3 separate regions of the Rattus norvegicus genome follow, and all the other regions are linked to region 1. Evidence: chromatin contacts called from public Hi-C data. All regions are on one chromosome and are shown on one strand. Each heading gives the region's core, a stretch centred on a gene start, on an enhancer-like site or on the middle of the called end of the contact. The rest is flanking DNA. Distances are from core to core; before and after follow the strand shown. Region 1 holds the start of Asf1b (anti-silencing function 1B histone chaperone). Region 2 overlaps Pkn1 (protein kinase N1). Region 3 holds the start of Ptger1 (prostaglandin E receptor 1).

The links. A called contact is a pair of places that touch in the nucleus more often than the background predicts.
Region 2: a contact with region 1 is called in a Hi-C map of Schwann cells, with 4 times the contacts expected there. The contact joins the enhancer-like site here to the promoter of Asf1b in region 1. A contact is called at or near these places in 3 of 12 Hi-C or Micro-C datasets (Schwann cells, frontal cortex and kidney).
Region 3: a Hi-C map of prefrontal cortex shows a contact between it and region 1, with 2.5 times the contacts expected there. The contact joins the promoter of Ptger1 here to the promoter of Asf1b in region 1. A contact is called at or near these places in 3 of 12 Hi-C or Micro-C datasets (frontal cortex, kidney and prefrontal cortex).

Annotation. Positions count from the first base shown.
Region 1 is chr19:41,098,022-41,102,402 of GRCr8, reverse strand. It overlaps Asf1b (anti-silencing function 1B histone chaperone), which reads left to right and starts at 2,051. Exons shown (of 4, transcript NM_001107160.1): 1 at 2,051-2,323. The coding sequence starts at 2,215.
Region 2 is chr19:41,355,645-41,360,472 of GRCr8, reverse strand. It overlaps Pkn1 (protein kinase N1), which reads right to left. Exons shown (of 22, transcript NM_017175.2): 3 at 4,546-4,697; 4 at 3,462-3,606; 5 at 852-997; 6 at 257-470. LOC120098561 (a long non-coding RNA gene) reads left to right here. Exons shown (of 4, transcript XR_005496885.2): 2 at 29-63; 3 at 114-4,828. Among named protein-coding and RNA genes, the nearest start is that of Pkn1, 11 kb to the right of the region's middle. Within about 2 kb of position 2,997, at least 5 of the 93 cell types and tissues checked have an H3K27ac peak or open chromatin away from gene starts, as enhancers often do. A contact at or near this core is called in Schwann cells, where this site is marked.
Region 3 is chr19:41,376,443-41,381,233 of GRCr8, reverse strand. Ptger1 (prostaglandin E receptor 1) reads left to right here and starts at 2,950. Exons shown (of 3, transcript NM_001278475.1): 1 at 2,950-3,224; 2 at 4,178-4,791. The coding sequence starts at 4,195. It overlaps Gipc1 (GIPC PDZ domain containing family, member 1), which reads left to right. Exons shown (of 6, transcript NM_053341.3): 5 at 252-333; 6 at 435-1,109. The coding sequence ends at 586.

The DNA of each region.
Region 1 (4,381 bases), core at 802-3,301:
AGACAGGGTTTCTCTATGTAATCTGGCTGTCCTAGAACTCAATCTGTAGACCAGGCTGGTCTCAAACTCACAGAGATCTGCCTGCCTACCTCTGTCTCCTGAGTCCTGGAGTTAAAAGTGTGTGTGTGCCCCCACCATAGGTGCATTATGTGTTCTTAATTGCTAAATAATTGAAAACTCATTAAATAATAAGAAAAACATTAAATATAAACATATATACATATACACACATACATACATATATACTCAAAGCACTGAGCCACCTCTCTAGCCCTCAAATTCCTCATGTACTCACAAGGGTGGCCTTGAACTCCTAACCTGTCTCCCAAGTGCTGAAATTACTGGCTTACATTTTTGACTATACATTTCCTGAAATGTAAAGATCAGATCCCTCCTTCAAATCAAAGTACACAGTCCTGTGTTAGGTTACAGATGTGTTTGAAATGTGAAACACATACAGAATCCAGAAAACTTCTCTCAAAGTAAAAGGATACAGATAGATCATTAGTGTTTTTATAATGGTCACGTTTGAAATGATTATTTTTGTTCTATTGAGTTAAGTGTACTATTAAAAATCACTTTCATGGGGTTGGGGATTTAGCTCAGTGGTAGAGCGCTTGCCTAGGAAGCGCAAGGCCCTGGGTTCGGTCCCCAGCTCCAAAAAAAAAAAAAAAAAAAAAAAAAATCACTTTCATTGCTTCTTGGCCGTTTTGCATTGGCCAAGTGTGAAAACTAATTTATTTACTTCCAAACTCACTGTGTAGACCAGGCTGACCCACGAAAGTCTGCCTATCTCTTGAGTCCTGAGATTAATGGCATGCATCTACCTCTTCTTTTTGTTTTTAATCTTTAAAAAATGTGATGGGGGGGCAGCTGGAGAGATGGCTCAGTGGTTAAGAGCACCCGACTGCTCTTCCAGAGGTCATGAGTTCAATTCCCAGCAACCACATGGTGGCTCACAACCATCTGTAAAGAGATCCGATTCCCTCTTCTGGTGTATCTGAAGACAGCTACAGTGTACTCATATATAATAAATGAAAAAGAAAAAGAAAAAAAAAAAAAAAAAAAAAAAGAGCACTGACTGCTCTTCCAGAGGTCCTGAATTCAATTCCCAGCAACCACATGGTGGCTCACAACCATCTGTAAGGGGGATCTGATGCCCTCTTCTGGTGTGTCTGAAGACACCTGCAGTGTACTTATAAAATAACTAGTAAATAAATGTGATTGGAGACAGGGTGTCTCTGTGTAGCCCTGGCTGTCCTAGAAGGGGCCTCAAAGGCCTACCTGCCTCTGCTTTCTGTGTGCTGGGATAAAAGGCCTGTGCCACCAAGCCCAGACACACACACACACACACACACCACCACCACCACCACCATCATCATCATCATCATCATCATCGTCATCGCTGCGCCATTTTGTCTCGGGGTGATCCAAAGGTTCTCAACGGTCTTTTACAAAGGCAGGAACCCCTCAGGGTAGTCCCCGAAAACGCTCACCTGCTGACAGCCGCCTAAAGGCCTAAGTCACTTTTTCCTCCTTAATGCTTTTCACTGTGAGGGCGTGCGATTTCCACAGCGCTCCAGCCCAGCTTTCCTCATGCCCACCACATTAGCCAATCACATCTCAGAAACCCACTATGCCCCGCCCTCTATCGACAGTCAATCACTGGGAGTGCAAGTACCGTCCCCCTCTGCGCGTTTTAGTGAGAGTCGCGCGCCACCGTTCGGCCGTTGGTGGCGCTGCTCTCTGTGAGGTGCGTCTACCGGAAAAGCGGAACGAGGGGAGGGTCATGCTGGTGCGGTAACCCTTGGGATTGGACAAGAGAAGTTCCGCGCTCTAACTCCGCCCACCCGTACAAGCTATTCGAGTCGGAGACTCTAGGGATTGGTTCCCGATAGACCTTTACGAAGCTAAGAGATTATCGTTCCGCCTCCTGTAGACCGTGAAGAGGGAGCGTCTCTGATTGGTCTGTTGGTCCAGGCGCGCGCCGGAAGACGCCCCAGGATTGGCTGACGGCTCGCGCCGTCATAGATCCTTAGCGGCGATTGGCTGGAGGGCGGAGCCGGCTATTTGAAGGGAGCGCGCTTACGGGAGAAGCTCTTCGGAAAGAAGAGTTGGGAATCAGTGCGAGCTTTCTGTCCTGCCGACCCCCTTCTTCTCTGTAGCAAGTCACGGAAGAAGGCTCCACAGTACCTGCGGCTCCCAGGCGAGGTGATGGCCAAGGTGTCGGTGCTGAATGTGGCTGTGCTGGAGAACCCGAGCCCTTTCCACAGCCCCTTCCGGTTTGAGATCAGCTTCGAATGCAGTGAGGCCCTGTCTGACGGTGAGACTGGGCCTGTGCAGGGGACCCCGAACCCTCCTGCCCTCGTTTGTGCCACTCCCAGTCTCCCTGGGAACCTCTCCCCTGGGCCAACTGAATCTCCCATTAGTAATACGCCTCCATGGCCCAACTCGGACCCCTCGGTGGATACGACTCTATACAGTCCGCATTGTCTCGTGGAGGCCTCGTCACCCCTCGTCTTGCACCGCTTGTCCTTGCACGTTTTCCTTGTAGAGGTGTCAGCCTCCATTGGGTTCATGGAGACCCATCAGCCAAGCCTTCCCTATGGCTAGACCCCGGTTTTATGCCTTCCCCATAGGAAACCTATCTATCCTATGGGAACCCAACCTCCAGTACCGTCCCCTCATTTTCCTTGTGCATACCTTTTCCTGCAAACTAACCAGACCCTCCTCTTTTGTTACCCTGTCTGCCCATGACAAGACCTCCTCCATCCCATGACTCCCAGCAACACCCCAGACAACTCCAGATTTGTCCCCAGTAACTCCTGTTTGCCAACTGTAACGGCATGGTGTTGTCTATACCAGGGCTTCTTTCTTTAGGTTAGTCCCAAATCCTATGTATGAGCGTCCCCAGAGGAGAGATAGGGGCTTCTGACTCCAGTCTTTGTAGGTTTGGTCTCCCCAGCTCCTGGTCTGGGTGAATGTACTCAGGTGAGGGTGCCACAGCCAGGCAGCCCTCTTCCAGTTTCTGATATTTCTACTGGCTTCCAGCTAACTCAGTGCAAGGAATCCCTCATCCCTTCTGATGGGCTGATCTCATCTGGGGAGTGGGTGGACTGGCCAAACAGGGATGGGATGGAACTTTCATCAGCTGGGAGGACACTGGCTTTTGTGGATCTTTCACAGAATGACTTAATTCATCTGTGGGACATAAAGGTGGACATGGCTCTCATCTCATAGATAAGAGGACAAGAGCCATCAAGAGCAAAAGACCTTTCAAATAAATCTGTGAACATGTAAAATGTGAGGTCACTTTGAGGTAAGTCCAGCTTTCAGGTAAGCCAGTAGAAATCTCAGAAACTGGAAGAGGGCTGCCTGGCTGTGGCACCCTCACCTGAGTACATTCACCCAGACCAGGAGCTGGGGAGACCAAACCTACAAAGACTGGAGTCAGAAGCCCCTATCTCTCCTCTGGGGACGCTCATACATAGGACAACAGGAGACCATTTTGAGTGCTGAAAAGGATGTAGCAGCTGAGGAGGTAGAGCTCTGAGAGGCTAGGTTGTGGCAACCAGTGCCCCTTGGTGGCTGTTGAGTGGTATTCAGGCAGGGCCAGCCACTCCTGTTCACTTGGATGTGTGTGCTTGGAGTGGGCCAGCGGCTTGGCCTCTCCCTAGTTTCTTACCCTTTTTTAAGTTTAAACGAATCTACTTATGACTCACTATAGAATAAGCTGGGTTAAACCCTTGCTGGAACAAGGCAGGGTGTAAATAAATAAATAAAAGGTAGAGTAACGATGTGGAATAAGAGTTATTTGGAAGCCAAGAGGAGATATAAGGAGCTGATAGATTAAAGGATTCACAGTTCCCAGATGCTGAGAGATCAGGTTTCAATCAGCCTGTCTGTGCTCCTTGCATTTAAAAATGGTTGCATGGTCATTGCCTAGTGATACTTTTATTCTTTATTTATAGAATCAGAACAAGGCTAGAGTTAGCCTGCTGGTCATGTTTTAATGGGAGCAGGGTGATTTTTTCCAAGTCAGCCAGATAGTAGAAGCATTATCATTGAAGTTTGTCTCAGAGTTCTGAGTCCAGATTGTTTTTAAATTTTATCTTTTAGTTTTAATTTGTCTGTGGGTGTGGGCCAGAGAAACTTCAAGTGGTCTTTCTCAATTGCTTTCCACCTTATTTTATTTATTTTTGTGTGTGTATGTTTTGCCTACATGTATTTATGCCACCACTTGAGTGCCTGATACCCACATAGTTCAAAAGAAGGAGTTGGGTGTCCTAGAACTGGAGTTACAGGCTTGTGAGTTTCCATGTAGGTGTTAGGAATCTTACCTGGCCTCTAGGAGAGCAGCCAATGCTCTTAACCCATGGGC
Region 2 (4,828 bases), core at 1,748-4,247, 260 kb before region 1:
GACAGAGAAGGAGGTGACAGAGAAGGAGGTGATGAGGGGAAGGAGGTGATGGTGGGGAAGGAGGTGACGAGGGAAGGAGGTGATAAGGGAAGGAGGTGATGGAGGGGAAGGAGGTGATGGAGGAGGTGATGGAGGGGAAGGAAGTGATGGAGGGGAAGGAGGTGATGGGGTCAGCACAGTCATGGCTGGGAGCCTGGAGATCCAGGCAAGTGGTCTCAGGGCCAGGTCCCGAGAGTGCAGTCAGTCAGAAGCCCACCTGTGAGTGGTGCAGGCTTGCTCAAGGTGCTGTAGTGAGTGGCAGGGAAGGGCCCAGGCAGTATTGCACTGAAGGCTGCCGATGAGGCCGCAGTGAGCTCCTCCCGAAGCAGGCGTCCCTTGGGGTGATCAGCAGGCAGTTCCCCCAAGCGCCTCTCCAGTGACTCCCGCAGCAAGCCCAGCTTCTGGTTGGACTCAGTCAATTTCTCCTGAGCCTGAGGTAGGAAGGCAGAGAGCTGAGAACAGGCATAGGCCCTTCCCCAAGAACCCACCCACTTCTAGCAACTTCTTCCTCAAGGTTAAACCTCAAACCTACTTAGACCCATCAGGTGGAACCTTGAAAACTAGGCTTTGCCCCTCGCTGGTGCCAGGACCCCCTGAGGTACCACCCACATTAAAGCTTCTTGTTGTGAGGACCTCTCGCAGGCCTCACCTCCCCCTGAAGCTCTAGCATAGACAGGACTAATGCTGTCCTCCTCTCTACTGAGGCTCACACCCAGTGGCAGTCCACCTGAGTTATTGTGCCACCCTCACCAGGACCTCTCTCTTTTACATCCCTTGAATGCCACGCCTCCAGCAGAAGCCCTCAATGTCACCTCGCTGACTGCTTTGCGGTCTGGGGCCTTTGCAGCACTGAGCAGACGCAGGACATTCTTGGCGCCTTCTGCCACTGCATGCTCTACTCGAAAATGGTGTCGTAGCTCCTCAATGCGTAGCTCTACGGCTCCCAGGTCTGGATCTCCTACGGACATGGGCCCAGGACAGTGAGACAACCTTCAGACTAGCCTGATCCCAGACACAGCTCGCCTACACAGCCACCAAAGCACATCGTGATTCTTGCCCTGGAAGAGACTGTCACCTTCCACTCAAATTCAGTCACTCTTACTCAAACACCATAATGTCTAGGGACATGGTTACCCAATTACCTTCATGAGATGACACACAGGCACACTGACAACCTAGGCTTAGGGACATATATTGTAGCAGTCCCTTGTCATTCCCAGAGACTGGCATAGGACAAAAGGAACACTAAAATCTACAAGGGCAGAGAGCATCTACACCCAGCAGCCCTCACCCACACATTACATTTTTTACCAAAGGACTATCAAAGACGAAACTCAGACTCTTATGTGACACTGGTCCTCCGTGTCCTACTGAACTCCCACCAATAGGGACACAGTAAGACACTGAGTGTGTATAACCTGGGCCGGTTTACATGTGGGACTCGTCCCCAGTGAGGTGGCACTGGAGTCAGGGCCTCTGGGTCGGATGAGGGCATGAGGGAGCATCGCCCTTAGAGGAGTAACAGAGCTAGCTGTGTGGTGCACTAGTAAATCCTGACTGCAGTGCAGGAGGGCCTGACTCTATCCTCAGCACCTGAAGCAGCATCAACAAATAACACAAGAAACCCAAAAGGCGGGGCTGGGGATTTAGCTCAGTGGTAGAGCGCTTACCTAGGAAGCGCAAGGCCCTGGGTTCGGTCCCCAGCTCCGAAAAAAAAAAAAAAAAAAAAAAAAAGAACCAAAAAAAAAAAAAAAAAAGAAACCCAAAAGGCAAACAAGGAGCTGAGTGGAGTGGAGACCCGTGATCCCAGCACCTGGGACACAGAAGCTGGAGTAGAGCGTGAGTTCCGGGCCAGCCTGAGGTACCTGAGACCCTACCCCCCACACACACCCCAAAAAGCAAAGGGGCAGGGAAGATAAAGGAACCTGCCATCAAGACGACTCCCAGAACCCGCATGGTAGAGAGAGAACTGACTCCCAAAGGTGACTCACTTTCTTGTGCCAACACACACACACACACACACACACACACACACACACCACACACACACAAAATGAAACAAGAAAAAAAAATGTTGGTCATAGTAGCATATGCCTATGATCAACCACAGTATCTGGGAGACTGAGGCAGGAGAATTACCACAAGTCCAGGGCCAGTGAGTGAGCAGCAGGACAGATGTTCAGCTCTTGGCATCTGTGATGGTTGTTTCTGTTCTATTCTATTTTGTCTCACCATGTAGCCCTAGCTGGCCAGGAACTCCCAAAGATGTGCCTGTTCTGCCTTCTGCATGCTGTGATTAAAGGGTATGGAATGATAGGTCTGTGTCACTACACCTGGCTCACCAAGGCTCAGTCACCACTTCTCAGCTCTGCGCATGTGGTAAAAAGCAAACGTGAAAAAAATGGTTATACTTGCGTGCCAATAAAACTTTCTTTACAGAGGCACGTGGGTCTGGTAGTGCAAGCCTGAGATTCCACACACTCACAGGTGAGGGCAGGAGGACTGAGAGTTCAAGTCTAGCTTGGGCCACAGAGTGAAATCTTTCCTCAAAAGAAAAAAAGCAAAAGGAAAAAAAAAAAGATAGAGAGGGGAATGGAGGTGATCTCTGTAGCCTGGGCTACATAGATCAAGGCTAGCCAGGGCTACATAATGATGTCCTGTCTCCAAACACAAAAACAGGCTGGATATGGTAACACACACATTTAATTCCAGCACTCAGGAGGCAGAGGCAGGAAGAGTTCTGTGTGAGTTAGAGGCCAGCCAGCCTGGTTGACATAGTAAGTTCCAGAACAGGCAGGGCTATAATAGAAAGATTCTGTCTCTAAACTAAACTAAAAGCAACCAGCGGGTGGAGCTAGAGAGATGGCTTGATTGTTTGAAAAAGCTTTCTGCTCTTCCAGAGGACTCAAATCTGTTTACCCAGACCCACAATGGATGACTCACAACCACCTATGACTCTAGTCCCTGAGATCTGTTGCCTTCTTCTGGCCTCTGAGGCACTTGTGTGCACGCGCGCGCACGCACACACACACACACACACACACACACAAATATTTTTAAAACAACCTTAAAAACAAGAATAGGGCATATTAAGTACTACAGTGCCTACATAGATTTTTATCATTGAACAGTTGGGGACATGGTTCAATAAAAACACAGGCCTAGTTTATAGGAGCCCCTGTATTCCATCCTAAACACAACAAAAGGAAGGAAGGAAGGAAGGAAGGAAGGAAGGAAGGAAGGAAGGAAGGAAGGAACTATTCTGTCCCAAACCTTGAAGGAAACAGAAACAGACAGGAATAGGCTCCATTCACCATGAGGTTAATTCCTGCCTCCTTGCCCTCCACAACAGGACATTATGGGTTGAAGGGTGACCCCTGGAAGGCAAAATGCAGGCAGACAATGTCCAGGGAAGGTCTTACCGTGGGCCTCATCAGGAGCTGCCTGACTCTCCAGCTGGCCAGCCTGGAGTGCTTGTAGCGCCCGGCGAAGCTGCATGCGGATGATGTCAATCTTGGTCTTACTATCCTGCAGCATCTGTTGGGCCGTCAACAGCAGCTTCCGGTCCTGGAGACAGACATGCAAGGTGACAGGCAGAGAGGGAACTCAAGTCTGAGCACTGACCCTGCTGTCCACATCCTAAAAGGTAAGAGCATTCGCACGTGCATACAAGGACACATTCCCATTGTCCTGGGCCAGTGCAGTGATAGGAAGTCCATGGGCTTCAGTTCTAGCTCTGCTTGCTACCTGACAACTGAGTGTAACTGGTCTTTGCTACTTTGTGGGTTCTTCTTTTTCCCACCCTTTATCCCCCTCGGTCCCCCCCCCCCATCACTAGATAGGAGAGGAAGAGGGATAGAGGGGATGGAGGGGGAGAAAGATCCTTGGGTCTAATTTCTGTATCTTTCTTCTTTGAGCATGACTACTAACAAACTGTAACCAACCTCCCTGAGTGACCGACAGCCACCCACCCTGCCAACTGGGGCTCTACAATTGTACACCCTTTGAAAAGTCCCCAGAGTTCCAAACGTCACACAATTGCAATAACTACTGCAGCTGGCAAAAGCTCGCCTCTGCTAGAGCACGAGGCAAATCACAGTCAGCTGCTGTGGGCAGTCTGAAACAGCCGCACATCCCACACCTGGGATTAAAATGAAAATATATTCTTATTCTGACTTTGTAAGGAAGCAAAAATTCCAAAATTGTCACTACAGTTTAGCTTTGTGACCTCAGGCTGGCTTTCTTCTCTGGGCCTCAGCACCCTCATTTGCAAAGTCTGGACCTCCACTGGACTGAGGACTCATGATCTAGTTTGGACCAGCTGGAGCTACATCCTCCTCACCTGTCTGAACATCTCTGTGCAAGTGTCTACAGAATCACAGACAAATGGCTGCAGTGACATGAGATGCCTAGAGCAGACCGACCCAGAGGCAGGAGTGGACTAGTAGGTGCAGTCGGGACACAGCTTCCACACAGTGATTGGTGAAATGTTCGGGACTGTCTTACCTTGGTGCTGCCATTGCTGTAGGTCTGGATCATGTTTTCTGCCCCCTGTTTGACCTTGAGCTCAATGGCCAGCTGCTTCTCCAGGCCAGCCACTCGGCTCAGGTTGGTGGATGAGCAGACAGGGCTGCCCTCTGCAAGGGATTGGGGAGCATCTGAGGAAACAAGAAGAGAAAAGGCTCATACAGTGGTCACTCCAGGAGACCCAGGAGATTTTGTCCCAGCCAATAGGAAGCCTTCGTCCAGAAAAGGAGCCTGGGGGCAAGTACACAGGCAGGAGACACAT
Region 3 (4,791 bases), core at 1,701-4,200, 280 kb before region 1:
CCATGACGGGTGGCCATCTCTTAACTCCAGTCCAGAGGTCCAGTGTTCTCTTCTGACCTCCACAGACACCAGGCAGACACATAGGACACACAGATATGTGCAGACAAAAGGATCCTCTACATTAAATAAGTAACAGCGGCAGCCACACCAGTGGGTGCATGCAGCTCACCACTGGAGCTGATGCCTGCATGCTGTCCCCAGCACTGACATCTGTTGACATTACTGTACTGTCTTGTCCCCACCCTCTACAGCCGTCAGCTTTTGAGGAAAAGGCCATTGAAAAGGTGGATGACTTGCTAGAGAGCTACATGGGGATCAGAGACACAGAGCTGGGTGAGTGGGGCACCCGTGCCTGGAAGGTGGGAGCAGGCTTCCAGGTCCCACCCAGGCGGAGTTGAGCTACATCGTGCCTCCGTCTTTCTCCTCCCTGACAGCTGCCACGATGGTGGAGCTGGGGAAAGACAAAAGGAACCCAGACGAACTGGCAGAAGCTCTGGATGAACGGCTCGGTGACTTCGCATTCCCAGATGAATTCGTCTTTGATGTCTGGGGAGCCATCGGGGATGCCAAGGTTGGCCGCTACTAAGACTGGGACTGAACCTGGACCTTGAGATAACCTGGCTTTGCCCAGCTGGGGTTTCCAGAAACCACAGCCAAGACCTGGGCTGACAGCTTAGGCTGTAACTCCGCAGCCTGGGGATGGCACAGGCTGCAAGTGCCCTGTGGTCCAGGCCCCGCTCCAATCAGTACCGCCACGGTGCCCAGCCTGGTTGGGGTCCCCGGCCAACCCCTGCCGGGTTCCCCACCTACCTCAATAGAGTAAGCGCATGGGGAGGGACCAACACACTAGGCAGCCAGCCACCTCTATCCCCAACACTTCCCACTATCAGCTGGCAACTGCCCCTTCTGTCCCCCTGGCCTCAGCTCTCTTCGGGGTCATGACCTCCCTACTTTACTTTTTTTGCTTTGTTTTTTTCAAGACAAAGTCACTATGTAGCTCTGGCTGTCCTGGAACTCCTTCTGTAAACCAGGCTGGCCTTGAACTCACAGAGATCCACCTGCATCTGCATTCACAGTGCTGGGAATAAAGGTGTGCATCACCACTCCCAGTTCTTCCTGCCTCCCTTCAGCTTCTCCCACCTGACAGGAGCTCCTCAGTTGGGTTCTGTTACCTCCCATTTGAGTGGAGGTTGTTAACCCTGGTTCCTTCTCCCTTAGTCAGTGGTGGGGGGTGGGGGTGAAGGAGGCAGTGGCTTTTGTATCAACACACACGCCCTTGGATATAGAGATTTTACTGTGGGAGCTGTTTGACTCTGGGGCAGGAGGGGTGGCCAGGGGAAGAATGCAGCAGCTGAAATCTATCCTGGATTCCAAATTGAATTAGGAGTTGGCTGCCCCACCGCCCCCTCCCCCTGGCTGGAGGCCATCAAGCTTCCAGGCAGTGCTGAAGTTTCTGGCTAGCTTGGGGTTCAGACCTGGTCCCCACTCACCAAGGCCTCACATATGCTCCTATTGTGTGAGAAGGCTACACCTAACCCCTCTGTGGCAGCAAAGCCTGTTGCGCTGTTACAGCACCCAGGTTGTGCCCGGTTGTACTTGGGGCACAGTGCTTCACAGAGACATAAACCTGCCAAGCTTGTTTTGACAGACCATTTTTATCCTAGGATTTAGGGAGATCAAGGAAAGGGTGGGGTGGGACCCTGGCCAGACTTTGGGAGAAGGAAGGCAATTGGAAAAAGGGGAGCCAGGCCAGAGATCTCTCTAGCACCCGGTAGGAATGTTTGGGGGTGAGCCTAGCAGCGGTGCTGCAGGAAGGCTGAGTGGGGCTGGCTCGCTGGTACCAGGCAGAGATGAGTATCCTGGATATGGGACAGAGCCCTGCAGGTGGCTACTTGCCAGCGGTCATTTGCCACACCTGATCTCAGGCCCGTTTTCATTGCTGATTGTGGAACCCATGGCTTCACACATGCTCAGGATGCACTCCGTCACTGAACTGTACCCCAAGCCCCGTGCTGGGGTCTTGCATGTCTGCTGGGCGCAGCTGGGATTGTGTGGCTTTGTTGGGTGGAGCCATGTGTAGTGGATGGTTGGTGGCCAGGGCGAGCCAGAGCTGTGAGTATTGTGGGTGAGCCTTGGGTCCTCTGAGTTTCAGGGAGCTGTGTTCAGTGTGTTCAGTGGGGGTTCAGGATAAACAGCCAGCCAGGCCTTAGAGATGTGATTATGTGTCTCAGGACAAGTTCTTGGGGTCCATGGGCATTGGTCTGAGGGGGACTACATCAGGAGGTGTGCTCTGGGGCTGGGAACAGATTTACAGTGCCAGTGAGATTTACCTCCAGTGCCGAGGTGTGGGCAAGCATCAATTTCAAGGGTCCGTATTGGGAATAGATGTTACAGTCCGCAATGGTGAGTGCTCTCCAGTGTTTACTTCCCATTACGATGGATCTGACAGTGGCTGCATGGGCCCCTTTTCAAGATAAAAGGTGAGGCATAGCTATGGGTTCAGGGTTAGAAAGACTCAGGTACCCTGCGAATTGCCCTCCACATCTTAAGGCAGATGATAGCCTGGCTCCCCTGAGCCATTTAACCAGCTCCCTTTCTCCTAGGAGGACTCCCTGTTTGCCCTGGCCTAGGCTGCCCTCTGCCCAGCTGTGACAACAATAAAGGCAAGGGTAGGAGGCTTTGCTAGCACCCATCACACAGGCAACTCCCAAACCCTCAAGCCCAAGGAGGACAACCCCCACCTTCCCCCCACCACACACACACTCACCCCCGCCCCCCTCACGGGAGTTCATAGCCCTCCCAGCTCGCCCCAGGCGATGCTCACATTTTCCAGTGTTTAGATTTTTATCCACTTTATTAATGAGGCGGGCAAGAGGCCCGGGTGAGGGTGTGGGGGTTTGCTCCTGTCCCGCTCAGAGGAGGGGGTCACAGAAACCAAACCAATTCAGAAAACTTCAGTCCTTGAAGAGAAGGAGCTGGGCCCAGTTGCCCTGACCATTGCCAGCTGTAGAGGTTTTGCCCACTCAAGGCTCCCAGCCCCAGAGGGCAGACATGCATGGGGTGGAGCAGCCCCTGGAGGCCAGTGGAGTGCGGGTGGAGGCGGCACGGAGCCGAGGAGCCGCCCCAGGAAGAGGGAGCGGCCTGCCGGGAGCCAGGGAGTAGCTGGAGTGGGCAGCAGGAGCCAAGTTCCAGGCCATGGGGACCCTGCATCCTGAGCGCACTGGGTAAGAAGCTGGGACGTGATGGATGGCAAGCCAGAGGAGGAGAACTCTAGCCATCCTGCTCTCTTGCTGTTTTATGGCTCTCAGCCCTAAGCTGTCCATCTCCTCTCAACGAGAGAAAGGACAAGCCAGAGGCTGGTTCAAATAGGGACGTGGGATGGGCATCTGAATGAGGCAATGCCAGACTGGTGAGAGATTGCCATGAAGACAGGGAGGCAACAGAGATGGGATTATGGAAAAAGAGGTGGACCCATGGGGTCTGAGAGCACCATAGAGATCAGAGATGGGTTCGTGGCAGCCGGGGGCTGTGGGAACAGAGAGGACCTCGGAGACAAGAGATCAGGCAGAGAGGCCTCGGGGCACAGGAATGGGTCTAAAGGTGTAGAGGTGTGTTGTTTGGGGAGAAATGAAACTGCAGATTGAGTTAGTACCACACGGCCATTGGAAGAGATGAACTATAGTGGTGGAGGTGTCGGGACATGGACATCAAGGACAGAGTTAAAAGGTGACAAAAGCTGGTCACGGTGGTGTGAGCCTTTAATCCCAAGACACAGCAGGCATAGGCAGGCGGGTCTTTGAGTTTAAGGTTAGCCTGGCTGGTTCCAGGGCAAGCCAAGGAGACTTCTGAAAAGGAGCAGTGGGCAGGCGGACATGAGGGTTGAGATTGGGATTAGAAGCCAGTAAGTGTCTAGTCCACCGGGCCACAGACCAGGAAACTGATGGGTGGAAACCAGGAGGTGGGGGTGGGGTGGAGATCAGGACAGATACCAGTGACCTGTGCCAAGTCAATCAAGCCCCCCCAGCAGATGTGAGGGCAGAGTGAAGCCCGGCGTAAGAGATGAAGGCAGTGACAGGTGAAGTGGGATCTGAAAGGGAGCAGCCAAGGTCATGTGGAGGTGCCCTGGGCACAGAAAGTTGGGACACTACCTCACTGTGCCCTCTTTTTATCTACGCAGCCCTCTTGGCCACTGATATGAGCCCCTACGGGCTTAACCTGAGCCTAGTGGATGAGGCAACAACGTGTGTAACACCCAGGGTCCCCAATACATCTGTGGTGCTGCCAACAGGCGGTAACGGCACATCACCAGCGCTGCCTATCTTCTCCATGACGCTGGGTGCTGTGTCCAACGTGCTGGCGCTGGCGCTGCTGGCCCAGGTTGCAGGCAGACTGCGGCGCCGCCGCTCGACTGCCACCTTCCTGTTGTTCGTCGCCAGCCTGCTTGCCATCGACCTAGCAGGCCATGTGATCCCGGGCGCCTTGGTGCTTCGCCTGTATACTGCAGGACGTGCGCCCGCTGGCGGGGCCTGTCATTTCCTGGGCGGCTGCATGGTCTTCTTTGGCCTGTGCCCACTTTTGCTTGGCTGTGGCATGGCCGTGGAGCGCTGCGTGGGTGTCACGCAGCCGCTGATCCACGCGGCGCGCGTGTCCGTAGCCCGCGCACGCCTGGCACTAGCCCTGCTGGCCGCCATGGCTTTGGCAGTGGCGCTGCTGCCACTAGTGCACGTGGGTCACTACGAGCTACAGTACCCTGGCACTTGGTGTTTCATTAGCCTTGGGCCTCCTGGAGGT